Regions from separate parts of the Anser cygnoides genome. Here region 2 is linked to region 1. A link is a contact called in public Hi-C data. All regions are on one chromosome and are shown on one strand. The core of a region is the stretch at or near the end of the contact, and the rest is flanking DNA. Distances in the headings are between cores, read along the strand shown.

Region 1 (6,100 bases), core at 1,120-3,619:
TGGGGACCCTCCCTCACACCCCTGCCCTGCACCCCATCCACTCCCCCCCGTTTCTCCCCATTTCCCCACCTCTCCCCCCACTCCCCCCCATTGCACCCCCCAACTCCCACGTTTCTCCATTTCCCACCGTTTCTGGGGTTCCCCCATTTCCCCCACCCTCCCCCCCCCCCATTTATCTCCCCTTCCCCCCATTCCCCCCTCCCCTTCCCACCCGTTTCTCCCTGTCCTGCGGTGGCCACAGGAAGTTCCCGGCTGCCCCTGTCCCAGCCCTACTGGCAGCCCCGTGGGCTCCATGGCTCCGCCGTCCCGGGCAGCCCCCCCGTGCCCCCCCCGGCGCTGACGTTGCCGCACCCAGCCCAGCCCGGCCCCCCCGGGCCCTGCCCCTGGCCCCGGTGCCACCGGCCTTGTCACGGCAGCAGCTGGTGTCCTCCTGAAAGCCCCCCCCGGCCGCCTGCAGCAGGGGAGGGGTGGGCACGGGGCCCCCCAGGCTGGGTTCCTGCACCCCAAGGTGCTGCAGTGCCTGGCTGCTGGGGGGGGGGGGGCACTCCCCAAGGACTCCCCCCACGAACACAGGCTCTGCGACAGAGCAGTGACGGGGGGGGTGCGATGGGGTGAGGTGCAGACCCAGTGGGGCAAGGAGCCCCCCCCCTCCCCCGGGGTCACCCCGGGGGTGCCAGGTTTGGGCTCCACCAGTGGGTGCCCCCAGTGCAGGCTGCGGGTGCTGCCGGGGGGGGTCGGCACCACGCCGGGTCCCGCCCTGCCCCGGGCTCCCGTGCCCTGCCGGTGACTCACCGGCTGCGCCCCAACCGCCTCGGTTTGCTTCCACCGCCGGGGCCGGGGTGCGCTCCCCAGCGTGCCTGCCTTCGGGCACGGGGCCGGGGCCGTGGTGCTGGGGCTGGAGAGGCTGGAAACGGGGCTGGAAACGGGGCTGGAAACGGGGCTGGAAACGGGGCCGGAGAGCTGGAAACGGGGCTGGAAACGGGGCTGGAAACGGGGCTGGAAACGGGGCTGGAAATGGGGCTGGAGAGGCTGGAAACGGGGCTGGAAACGGGGCCTGGCCCTGCCGCTCGCAGCCCCAGCGCTGGGGAGCTCCTGCGAGGCCCCAGCCCGAGCTGGGAGCCCCCTGCCCTCCCCGGGCGTGTTTCTGTGGGGCGCGGGGGGGGCCCGCCAGCAGCGCACGGCAGCGCTCCGTGTGCGTGTCCCAGGAGCTCGGAGCAGCCCCCGCCGCGCCGTGCCGCAGGGCCGCTGCTGTCCCCGAGCGGCCCCGGGTCCGGTTTTCACGCAGCTCCGCACCAATTCTGCTGCTACGAGGCCCTGAAGCCGGCGGAGGGCTGGGACCGGCCGGCTGCCAGGCTCCGCATGGCCCCGGGGGGCTAAAAATAACGCGGCCAGGGGCAGCCGGCTCGGGTTGCTGCTGGCAGCGCCCCTCGGCCCTGTCCCCGTCCCCTCGGCTGCCTGGGGAGGCGCGAGGAGGGCTCCAGGAGGGCTCCAGGGGGGGTTCCGGGACGTGCCCGTGCCCCACGACCACAGGGCGCGGTGGGGACAGGCAGGCGCCGCGTTGTGCTCGCCAGCCCCGTCACGAGGCGCTGCTGGCCTCAGGGACGCCCGGGCTCGGTGACACCCCCGGCTCGCCCCCCCCCCGTGCTGCGCGGAGCGGGAGCCGCTGTCGCAACGGAGCCGTGCCCGCCCCGCCGGCCGCCGTTGCCCCATGAACTCGCCGATTGCGGCGGGCCGGGGCCGGGGCCGCGCCCCGCCTCCCGTGGGCGGTCGGAGGTTGTTTTGCAGCGAGCGGCGCGATGGGGGCGGGGGGGGGAACGGGACGACCGGGGCGCAGCGAACCGGTGATGGGGGGGCCGGGGCGCAGCGAGCGACCCCGACCTGCTCTGCACGGGTGCTGCCGGCCCCCTCCCCGCGCTGCCCCGTCCCTGCCCCCCGGGGCGGGGGAGCTCCGGGCCGGTGTCGGGGCGGCCCCGGTCCGGGGGGGCTGTGCCGCCGGTCCCCATTCCCCAGCTGCGCTCAGAGCCCGGTGCCCGCACCCAAACCAAGCCGTGACGAAGGGCGCGCGGCTCCGCGGCTGCCCGGGGGAGGTGCCAGGGGCCACTGCGCGTCGCCCGGCCCGGGCAGCTCAGCACCGCGCGGCGCTCGGCCACCGAGCGGCCTTGTTGGGCCCTGCCTGGGCCCAGGCCGGGGCCGAGCTCCCGGGGGCGATCGAGCACCGGCTGCAGCCGTCCCCGCCCGGGGGAAGCAGCGCTGGGCCGGGCGTCGGGGCCCGCGCCCGCTGTCCGCCTTTCTCGAACGAGCTCCTCATGGGCTCTGGCGTCCTGCTCGGCCCGGCCGGGCCGGGCGCTACCGAGCAGGGGCCGCGGGGGGGTGTGGGGGGGGTGGCGCTGCCCGGGCCCGGCCCCGGTTCCCCGCAGGCCTCGGCCGTGAGGGCCCGGGGCGCGCGGCGCCATGGCAACGGCTGCGGGGCGGCGGGGCGGTGCCCGCGCCGCGGGGATTGGTGCTCGCGGCTGTCACTCAAGCTGCCGGGCCGGCGGCTGGCTGCCGAGCGCCGTGTGATTGCCGGCTGCCGCTGTCGCTCGGCCGAAGCCTCGCGTCCCGTTGGGCGGACGCTACGTCGATCATGACGCGCGGGGCGGGTCTCGCGGTGTCGCCTCTCCTCGCCGATTGGCCCAGCGTGCGGCCGTCGGGCGACGCACCGGGGCCACCGTCGCAGTCCGCACGCCGATTGGCCGCCTCGCCTGCCCATCTTGGCGGCGGCGGGGGCGGGAGCGACGCCTCGCCGCCACCGCCCATTGGGCCGCCGCCCGGTCCCGCCTCCCCGCGGCGGCTGCCGATTGGCGGAGGGGCCGCGCGAGGCGGGAGGGGGAGGCGGGGGCCAGGGCGGGGAGCGCGAGCGGGGCCGGCGGCGGCGGCGGGGCTGGGAGCGAGCGGCGGCGGCGGCGGCGAGCGGGTAGCGGGGGGGGGCGGGGGCCGGGGGGCGTGGGGCGGCGGGGCCGGGGGGCGGGGGGCGCCTTGACGGGCCCGGGCGGGGCCCGCGGGGCCGGGGCCCGGGGGGGGCCGCGGGGCGGGGCGGGGCGGGGAGGGGCCGCGGGGGCCTCGTGCTCCCGGTGCCCCGCGGGGGGGGGGAGCCCCGGCGGGGCCTCGCCGCGCGCCGCCGGTGGGGTCCCGGCTGCGGGAGCAGGCCCCGGGTCCGATCCCGTCCCCTCAGGCCGCGGCGGGGGGCGAGGGGCGGCCGGGCCCGGGCCTGGCGCGGGGACCGGGACCGGGGACACCACACCCGGACACCCCCCCCCCGGGGCACCCCCCCGGCCCCGTCCGGTTCCGGTGCCCGGCGGGGCCCGCAGGAGCCGTCCCGGCGCTGAGCTCCGGGCGCCCAAGCCCGGCCCCGCGGCCCGGCCGCTGGGGTGGTGACAGGCGGGGCCGGGGCACGCGGGCGGCCCGGGGGCGCGGGGCCCGGCGGGGCTGTGCTGCGCTGCGCCGGTGGGGCTTTAACCCTCGCCCTGCTCCCCCCCCAGAAATGCTTTCTCTGAAGAAATACTTCACTGAAGGCCTCATCCAGTTCACCATCCTGCTCAGCCTGATCGGTGTCCGCGTGGACGTGGACACCTACCTGACCTCGCAGCTGCCCCCCCTGCGGGAGATCATCCTCGGGCAGAGCTCGGCCTACACCCAGACCCAGTTCCACAACCTGCGCAACACCTTGGACGGCTATGGCATCCACCCCAAGAGCGTAGACCTGGACTATTACTTCACGGCTCGCCGCCTGCTCAACCAGGTCAGGGCCCTGGACAGGTTCCAGGTGCCCACCACCGAGGTGAGCGCCTGGCTGGTGCACAGGGACCCCGAGGGCTCCGTGTCCGGCACCCAGCCCAGCGCCGGCATCGCCCTCGAGAACGGCGGCGGCCTGCAGGATGGGGGCGGCCCCGACGGCGGCGTGAGGGAGAGCGGGGCCGAGCAGGGCTTCGGGGAGGAGCTGGAGGACCTGGGAGCGGTGGCTCCCCCGGTGAACGGGGACCTGACCAAAGAGGTAGGCAGCTCCTTGTGCGCGTGCTGGGGGAGAGGGGGGGCTCCTGGAGAGCTCGGGCCGGGCCGGCTCTCGCTGCTTCGACGGCCGCCGAAGCGAGCGGTGCTTTGCGCGCGGCGTGTGCTTAGCGCGTGGGAACAGCAGGCTCCTGCCGGGGAGCTGGAGGGGCCGAGGGGCGGCGCGGTCGGGGGCTCCGGGTGTGTGTGCGGGGTCGTTTTTCCTTTGTGTTGGCTTTGTTCTTGGTCTTGAAAGCGGTACTGGAAGGGGAGAGCGGGCCGGGGCCAGCGCTTCAACGCGTGCACGTAGCTTTGTGTTGTGAAACCGATAAAATAACGCCGGGAAATAAACACAGGCGTTGGGTAACAGCCCCGGCCCAGGTGTCGGCGGGGTGGTTGGGTTACTCGGCTCTGGAGCGCGTCCAGTTGAGATGTTTATGGCTTGGTTTTCATCACAGAGGGGTGGGGAGAGGTGAACTGGAAAGTGGTTTATTTTTCTGTCTGGGCATAACCTTTCAGATGCTGTGACGCAATCGAGCCCCGGTCCCTGGTAGCTGCTCCTCTCTGTGCTTTTTGGCTCTGCTTTCTTTGTCACGGCACGTTCAGCCTCGACGTCTCCCTGGCCACGCCGTGTGGAGGACGTTAGTGCTGAGTTGCAGCGTCGGGCGCTTCCAGCGTTGCTGCTGTCTCCTAAATCGGTCGGGTCTAAGCTCAGGCGAGCTGCCGAGGAGTCGGGGCGTGGAGAGGGCAGGAGCCACCCTGCCGCCGCGGTCCCTGTCCCCAGCAGGGGCGCCGGGGGGCTTTGCAGGCGGCTCTCGGGGATGCTGTGGGTGCTCATCACGTGGCTTTGGCTCAGCGGGAGGCCGGAGATGGTGTAAAGAGAGCGGTGTGAGCGGTGTGAACACGTGCACGCGGCAGGGACCATGGTGGCCGTTGTTTCGCGTGGCGCTGCCGCAGGACAAGCGGCTGGTGCCATGGCCGTGGGCAGCCGTGGGACCGAGCCCAAACCCCCCCCGGGCCTTGCGCCCGCTTTGTGGAGGGGTCCCGGGAGGCGCCGCCGCCTCGGAGCACAGCGCAGGCGTCCCCACGGCTGGGCTCTGCCCCCGTAGCTGAGAGGCAGGTTTGTTTGGGAAGCGAGGGAGACTTTGGAGTGCCCCGTGCAAGGTCACGTGCGGCCTGCGGAACAGTTCCTGTTCTTCCTCCTCCTCCTCCTCCCCCTGCCCCCGGCTCCTGGCTGCAGACCTGGGGCCTGGGAGCGCGCCGTGGCTGTGGCTGCCCAGCAGAGCCTCGGAGGAAGCGGGCTCGGATTTTGGAGAGGGCACCTGCAGGCCAAGGGGGGGGGGGTCGACAGCGCTGCTGCTTTCTGGGGCCTCAGAGCGCAGCCGGGCCGGGAGCAGCAGCACGCGGGGCCCAGCACCCTGCTGGGGGAGATCCCCGGGGGGGAAGCCCCGGGCAGCCCGGGTGGGCAGAGCACGGCTGTCCGTGTGTCTGTCCGGCTGTCCGTGTGTCTGTCCGGCTGTCCGCCCAGCCGGCTGCTCCCAGGGGCAGCGCAGGAGAGCTGTGCCTGTGGCAGCCCGGCCGGCCCCGCGGGCTCTGCCGCCCTGCTCGGCCCCCTCGGGCCCCCTCCTCCTCGCAGCCTTTTGCCCCGGGCTCCGGGGCCAGGGGAGGCTCCGGTGGCACCGGGCCCAGGACGTCCTGCCCGGCTGCCCCGCCTCGGCACGGGCACGGCGCCGCCTTCCCCCGGGGCCGGCAGCGGCCGGAGCCTGGGCCTGGGCCTGCCGCGGGGACGCTCCAGAGCCCGGAGTCCCGGTTCAGGGCCCTGCCCCGGTGCCCCCCCCCCCGGTGCTCCCCCCCCGTGCCGCTGTAACCCCCCCGCCCCCGCCGGGCCGTGCCGGCAGCAGCAGCGCCCGGTGCCCCGCAGGGCCGGGGCCTGGCCCCATTCCGTGGCCCGGTGGAGCCGGGCGGGCGCTGGGGCGGCGCGGGGCGGGCGCGGCCTCCCCCGGGAGCGGGGCTGGTGGCGGCCGGCGGCAGCTGGGGCCGGGCAGGGCGCGGGGCTCCCGGCGGGGCCGGGCCGGGG
Region 2 (6,100 bases), core at 2,587-5,086, 390 kb after region 1:
TAATTGCCTTGATCGCTGCTCCTCAAGCCTGTTTTACATAGCTGTTGTTCAGAATGCCTTTAGTTATTATGTTGAATTAGTGCTCCTCCCTTCTCCTTTACACTTAAACTTTCTTCCAGTGTTTAGAAGGTTTCTGGAAAAAAACAAAATTTATCCTTCCACCTTTTCTGTAGGCAGATCTCCTTTCAACTGAAAAATCCCTCTATCATCTACTACATGGGCACAAGACAGTGGATCATTGCACCAAGAACCCAGCTACTACAAAAATGCTGGGAGGCAACTCATGATCACTTTCCAGGCTTATACAACCACATACCTCTCTTCCCACAGTGAACTGATTAAATATGTACAAAGTATGTGGTAGTTTCCAATACATTGTACTCTATTTTTATATTGGAAGTAGACCAGTATTGGGATGGGTAGCCTAATTTCTAATAAAACTTCTATTAAAATATATTAAAAGATTAATATTTTATAGGCATCTTGCGTTAGAATGGTCCTCCTTGAAACGCAGACTCACCTGTCTCACAAAGCCAAATATCTTGCATAGGCTAAATTCATTCTTGATGAAATGGAGAGTATCCACTCAGTCTATGTTACAAAGTTGGCTACTATTAAAAAATTAAAAAAGTGAGGATGAGACACTGATTACCTTTTAATTTTGTTTCATGTTAGAATTCTGCAAGGCAGAGCTAATGCTGAGGTTCTAATTCCTTCCCCAGTCGGCTGCTCGTTCCCCACATTCCCTCAATGACTACCCACTGCAAATAAAAACAATTGAACAGGGAACAACTTAACAGTGTCTGTAGCTACATCTAAAGGAGATCTGCAAAGTGCTATTGTTAAAAATTACAACCAAAAAAATAAAAAGCCCAGGTCATTTTTTCAGTATTTTTATAACATCATTCCACAGATGAATTTTGTAGCATGAGTACTGAACACCAAACTGATATAATTAACAGAGCAGGAAGCTCTGGACACAGGGATTAAGATCAGGTAGAATGAGACACTGGGTTATATTTGTTCAGTTGCTAGTAGAAGAAACACGAAGCCATAGCCTTAAGTCTTTCTTTTATTAGGGCAGATGTTGTTAAGTACTTTGGACAAGGACGGTGCTTCCTCATCTGCTGAAAAGTGTGCATAAAATAAAATAATTAATGATAAAACCGATTTGCTTGTTCTTGACCGACCACAAATATTTGCAACTTACAAGTGAGACAGAATGACAGATCTATGCATAACTTCAACAGACCTGTGTGTTATCTAATAAGCATTACTTACATTTCCTATCTTTAAGCCCCAGCGGCAGCCATTCCATTACTCATCCACTCACCTTACCGCAGTTTTCTGGATAACCAGAGGATCTGTAGTGAGTATTAATACGAATAATCAACATTTTTGTTAATACATAGTAAATGAATGTATATTTACTGAAATTGAGCTTGAAAAAGAAATTACCCTATCAAATGAAGCAATTTGTGAGATATATGAGGTCTTTTTGCCTCTAATCAGATGAAAACTAGGCCAAGGAAGGGCATACTTATAAGTAGTTGAGTGCTCTCTTAACAGAGTTAAGTGCAAAATGAACAACTCCCAATGGAACAATATAAACAAGCCCTTCCAAACCCCCATACTTACAGGATGACAGTTGTTCTTCATTTTGGCCTCTATCCTTTACTCTTTGTGAGACTGAGAAGTGAAACCCTAATATACCACATTACTGTATTTGGTTTTATATTCTTTAGTCTTATGAAGAATAATAGACGTGCGTATTCTTTTTATACATATCTTGCCTTGTAAATAGATTTATTTATTTTTTAATATCTTCACCACAGACTGAAGCTTTAAACAACCTAACTCAAATTCTGGAAACAGTAAAGCCAGGACCAGCCATGCACATGCGTGATCATTTGTCAGTGAAATAAATTAAAGATAGCTCAGCTATCACCACACAATGGGGTTCCTAAATTAGGTTGCTCCTCCATGCTATAAACCTCCATGCAGAGAAGTACTTCTTTATCATTTTAGTGGTACTTGCTTATCATCTTGAATTGCCTATGTACTATTGCTCATAAAGACATTGCAGTTTGAGAATGACTACTCCATTTTACTACTGTAAGACTGCAGAACAGATACATGCTTTGGAAGTGGACTAAAATCATTTGATGAAAGTCAAAAAATCCATCCCTGCTGGCTTGTGACACTTCTCCCATGGATTCTATTAAACCTGTGCTTTGTGCTACTGAATAACTTGCATATGAACACAATCCATTCCTGGTTTCAACTTACTGTAATACACAAAGCTGAATTTTAGACAGACATAATTTGCTTGATGAGCTATTCAGTTGCCGGTGATTTAAGGACAGCAAACTCTCAGAGAAGAGCATGGAAGATTGCTGGATGCAATACATTTCATCCATCCTGTTTTAACTTCCCTAGTTTGCTTAAGTTCAGATGCTACAGTATATTTGTCCTGTACTGCCTCCAATGACATGATGGTCAAAAAAAAACCCATCAGAAGTTAGCACCTTCTTTGTCAAGGTTTTCCCTTCTAACTATAGCTTCTACCAAGTCAATGCATCATTTCTGAGACAGTTATCGTATGCTGAATATTGCTGATTAATCATCTCATGCGCAAATCAAAGTGGTTCCCCCTTAGCAGTGTTCAATCCTTCATTCCTAAACAATTTTTACGTTAAAATTAGGAATCGTTTGCTCTTTTGACAGTTTGCCTTAGCATCTGTAAATAGTCTTCTAAGGATACAATACTGAACCAGAGGAAGAAAAATCACCTGCTAACTCACATTGCTCCTACAGTCTGAAGTCAAACCTAGCAAGAGATCAGGACCACTGAAATGTACCAGTCTTCACTGAATGCACTTCACTCCTGGATGGCTAGTGCCTATTATTTGCAGAATACTTCTGGAAGGTGATAGTTCTTGGCCAGATAGATATTACCACATAGTTTCTCCTTCTCCTCTTTTTTTTGTCTTCAAATTTATTTGTGGCTTCCACTGTTTGTAACTTAGCGCACACAATACCATTTTTTGCATCAAATAACTAGTATGCTGCTGTCACAAGCCATTTAGCATTTTCATAAGGAGATTAATGTTTTAGAGGACCAGGAAAAACAAAACAAAACACAACAAAACAAAACACTGTGAATATAGTCCTCTGAGTGTTTTTCACTTGCTAATCTGACTTCCTCATGTGCCTGTCTCAAACAGCATATAAATTAAATTCATATGTAGTTTGAAGTTTACCTAGAACACGGTAGGTATATTGTATTAGAAAGTTAGATATTTTATAGGTGACAGTTGCATGGAGCCATGTTGGGGGATGTACTATGCTTGTCTGTCCCCGTGTCTACAGGTCTGAGGTAACAGGAAAACTGTAGTTTTTCTGTTGGTTTCACCAAGGACTTTTGAACAAGTCACTTGAGCTGAAAAAGATGCCTTCTTATCCAGCATGTTCTTTACATTCCTCAAATCAACAACAAAAAAAAGCAGTGAAACCATCTGTTTTTGTTTGTTTGTTTGTTTGTTTGTTTTATATATGGCAAAGAGGGAACTAACAAGTGACACTCAGTTTGAAATTATGGCCTGAGATTGAACGTAGAGTTGATGTCAATCTAGTATTTGCTAGGTGTAGAAGAGGAGGAACTGGTATTAACTTACTGTCCTCTGAGAACCACAGGCTACACCCTCCATTAGCAGGTAAATCCCACATTGGGTAATGGCTAACTCTGAAATACTTCTGTATGCAAAGAACTTGAGTGAAGCTGTCCACAACGGTGAGGACTCCTGCAGGCAAGAAATGTTCTATGCATGTGTCCTGGAGCACAATTCAAGCTGTTTTCACACTGATTCAGTGTAGTCTATCCCCCCCTGCCGGTCACCCATGAGCCATTCTTCTCTGGGAACTCTGCAGGAGATCCTACAGAGGATAACCAGAACAATTCGAAACTGGTGTTAAAACAGAGACTAATGACAGCAACCAACAGGCTGAAAAAGAGACCAGTTAATACATGAACATATTTCAGCAGCAAGTAGACACTTTTATCAGGGTTCTTACCTCAAGCAATTAGGGCTTGAATTTTTGAATCAAGATAACATCAAACCTCTGTATTTCAAATAGACCACTACCCCAATGTAATTAGGGAGGCAGATGTGATAGTTGTGTTTCATAATAGAATGTGCTGATCTCAATGTTTTAACAGTAGTATCTGCTAATAGCTGGCCACATTTGGTAGGTATCACAGCCACATTTCTGCATAGAGTTATTAAAAGTGGACAGTTTCCTAGAAATGGTGAAACACTGGAAACTTTGCTAACACAAATACAGCTGAACTGGTGTATTTCTACCCCAATATTGCAATAGATCAATCTGTATACAGCTTCTTTATACCACTAAAACCACATTCATGCCTTGAAACTTCAATTGCACAAACTATTACTGAGTTACAGCAATCTCTTTTCCTAGTGCAGAAAAGACTTTTGGGAAGCACTGAGTTGGACTCAATGATCTTTGTGGGTCCCTTCCAACTTGGGATATTCTAAGACTATAATTCTAAGGCAAATGGAAAGAAGAAACCTATACTCCTAGATTGTCTTACAACTGTTAAGCCTCACAAAATCACAGCACTGCAGCTGAGAAGCTAGTACTGTTAAGAGTTTTGCTGCTATGAACAGATAACATTTAAATTTTATTAGCAAAGGATGAGATGTTAAGCAGAACTAGACAGATGCAAGGGATCTCACTATTTAGAAAGAAGGAAACAGAAGGAACATTTCAAGAGAAATGTGTGCAACAGGAAAAATATGATGTCTAGGTAAACTAATGTAAAACTGCCTATCACAGCAAACAATGATAATAAATACACCGAAGATGTGAAGATGTAGAGCTGTTGCTGCACAATGATCTAGAATTACAAGCAAAGTTTGGAACCAGTAGCAATATCTCATTAGACAAATCCATATAGCTAGGTAAGCATTTAGTCTCAAGAGAAAAATTGAAACAAATCCAGTGTTGCTGTCAAGCCTGAGTCCTAACTCCCCTTTGCAAAGTTTTCCTCCCTGCTTTCGGTGTCCAATTCTGTAACTCTTCTGAGTTTCTTCACTTGGTTAATTCAACAGCAAAAAATATGCTGCATTGGGGAAACACAAAGAAATACTCTGAAGACCTAAATCAAGCCTATGAATACGTACCAGAAAAAGTAAATAATACCCTCTCTGAGAGTAGCTTAGAAACGTTTTCTCCTTTTTACTTCTTACCACCAGTGTCGTCTTCTTTAGCAGAATTAACACTGTTCTTGTTAATGGAATAATTTGTCAGATGCAAGCAAACATTATCTGTAAATGAATGAACAAGATGCAGGGTTAGAAAGGTATTAGCCTCCTCCCTTCTTCTCTACATGATCCTGATCACACTAGGTAATATACAAAGCATCTTAATTAAGCACAGAAGATTTAATGGCACTGAGTATGATCAGCTCTATACTGATCCCATTACTCTAAAGAACACAATAAATGAGGCTCAACAGCTTCAATTTCACTACACTGCAATCTCATCAGCATTCCAATTCCATCACTTCTAAGAAATCAGCGGTTTCAATTGAAGATAACCCTCTTCCTCAGTCAGGTCCCGTTCTAAAATTACTTACTAGTAGAGCTAATTCTGTGTTAGAATGATCCAGAACTACATACCAGAACCTTTTCCAGCCATCAACTAAACCATGACTTCTTTTTATAAAGAAGAAAAAGAAAATATCTTATCATGTAGGCAATTTTTTTTTCCTTCCAGAGTTTAATTTCTCATTACTACCTTTTTTTCCCCACAATAATATTTCATAAAAAAAAGTACCAAAATTATGCAAAAGGTCAATTAGATATGTATTTATAGAAGTATTAATAGGCCTAAAACTTGTATTCAGCATGGATCTGGATAATATAACACATGCTGTATTCTACTAGAGAATCTGCTCAAATATTTCATGCATAATTTTATTTATGGTACTCAGATGCTACAAAGCCAAGTTACTAGCATTTATAAAGTGCTTGGATATTCTCAAGAGAATGATATTTTGGAGTCAAACCATTAT

The links. Hi-C and Micro-C count contacts between places; a contact is called where the count stands out from the background.
Region 2: a Hi-C map of liver shows a contact between it and region 1, with 1.8 times the contacts expected there. The contact joins the enhancer-like site here to the promoter of COPZ2 in region 1. A contact is called at or near these places in 2 of 7 Hi-C or Micro-C datasets (granulosa cells and liver).

The regions. Positions count from the first base shown.
Region 1 is chr22:8,587,269-8,593,368 of Taihu_goose_T2T_genome, forward strand. It overlaps COPZ2 (COPI coat complex subunit zeta 2), which reads right to left and starts at 2,370. Exons shown (of 8, transcript XM_066981842.1): 1 at 793-2,370. The coding sequence starts at 1,710. NFE2L1 (NFE2 like bZIP transcription factor 1) reads left to right here and starts at 2,806. Exons shown (of 6, transcript XM_066981841.1): 1 at 2,806-2,953; 2 at 3,519-4,030. The coding sequence starts at 3,521.
Region 2 is chr22:8,977,930-8,984,029 of Taihu_goose_T2T_genome, forward strand. It overlaps LOC106048337 (a long non-coding RNA gene), which reads right to left. Exons shown (of 4, transcript XR_010826299.1): 3 at 1-5,351. Among named protein-coding and RNA genes, the nearest start is that of HOXB13, 18 kb to the left of the region's middle. Within about 2 kb of position 3,837, at least 1 of the 3 cell types and tissues checked has open chromatin away from gene starts, as enhancers often do.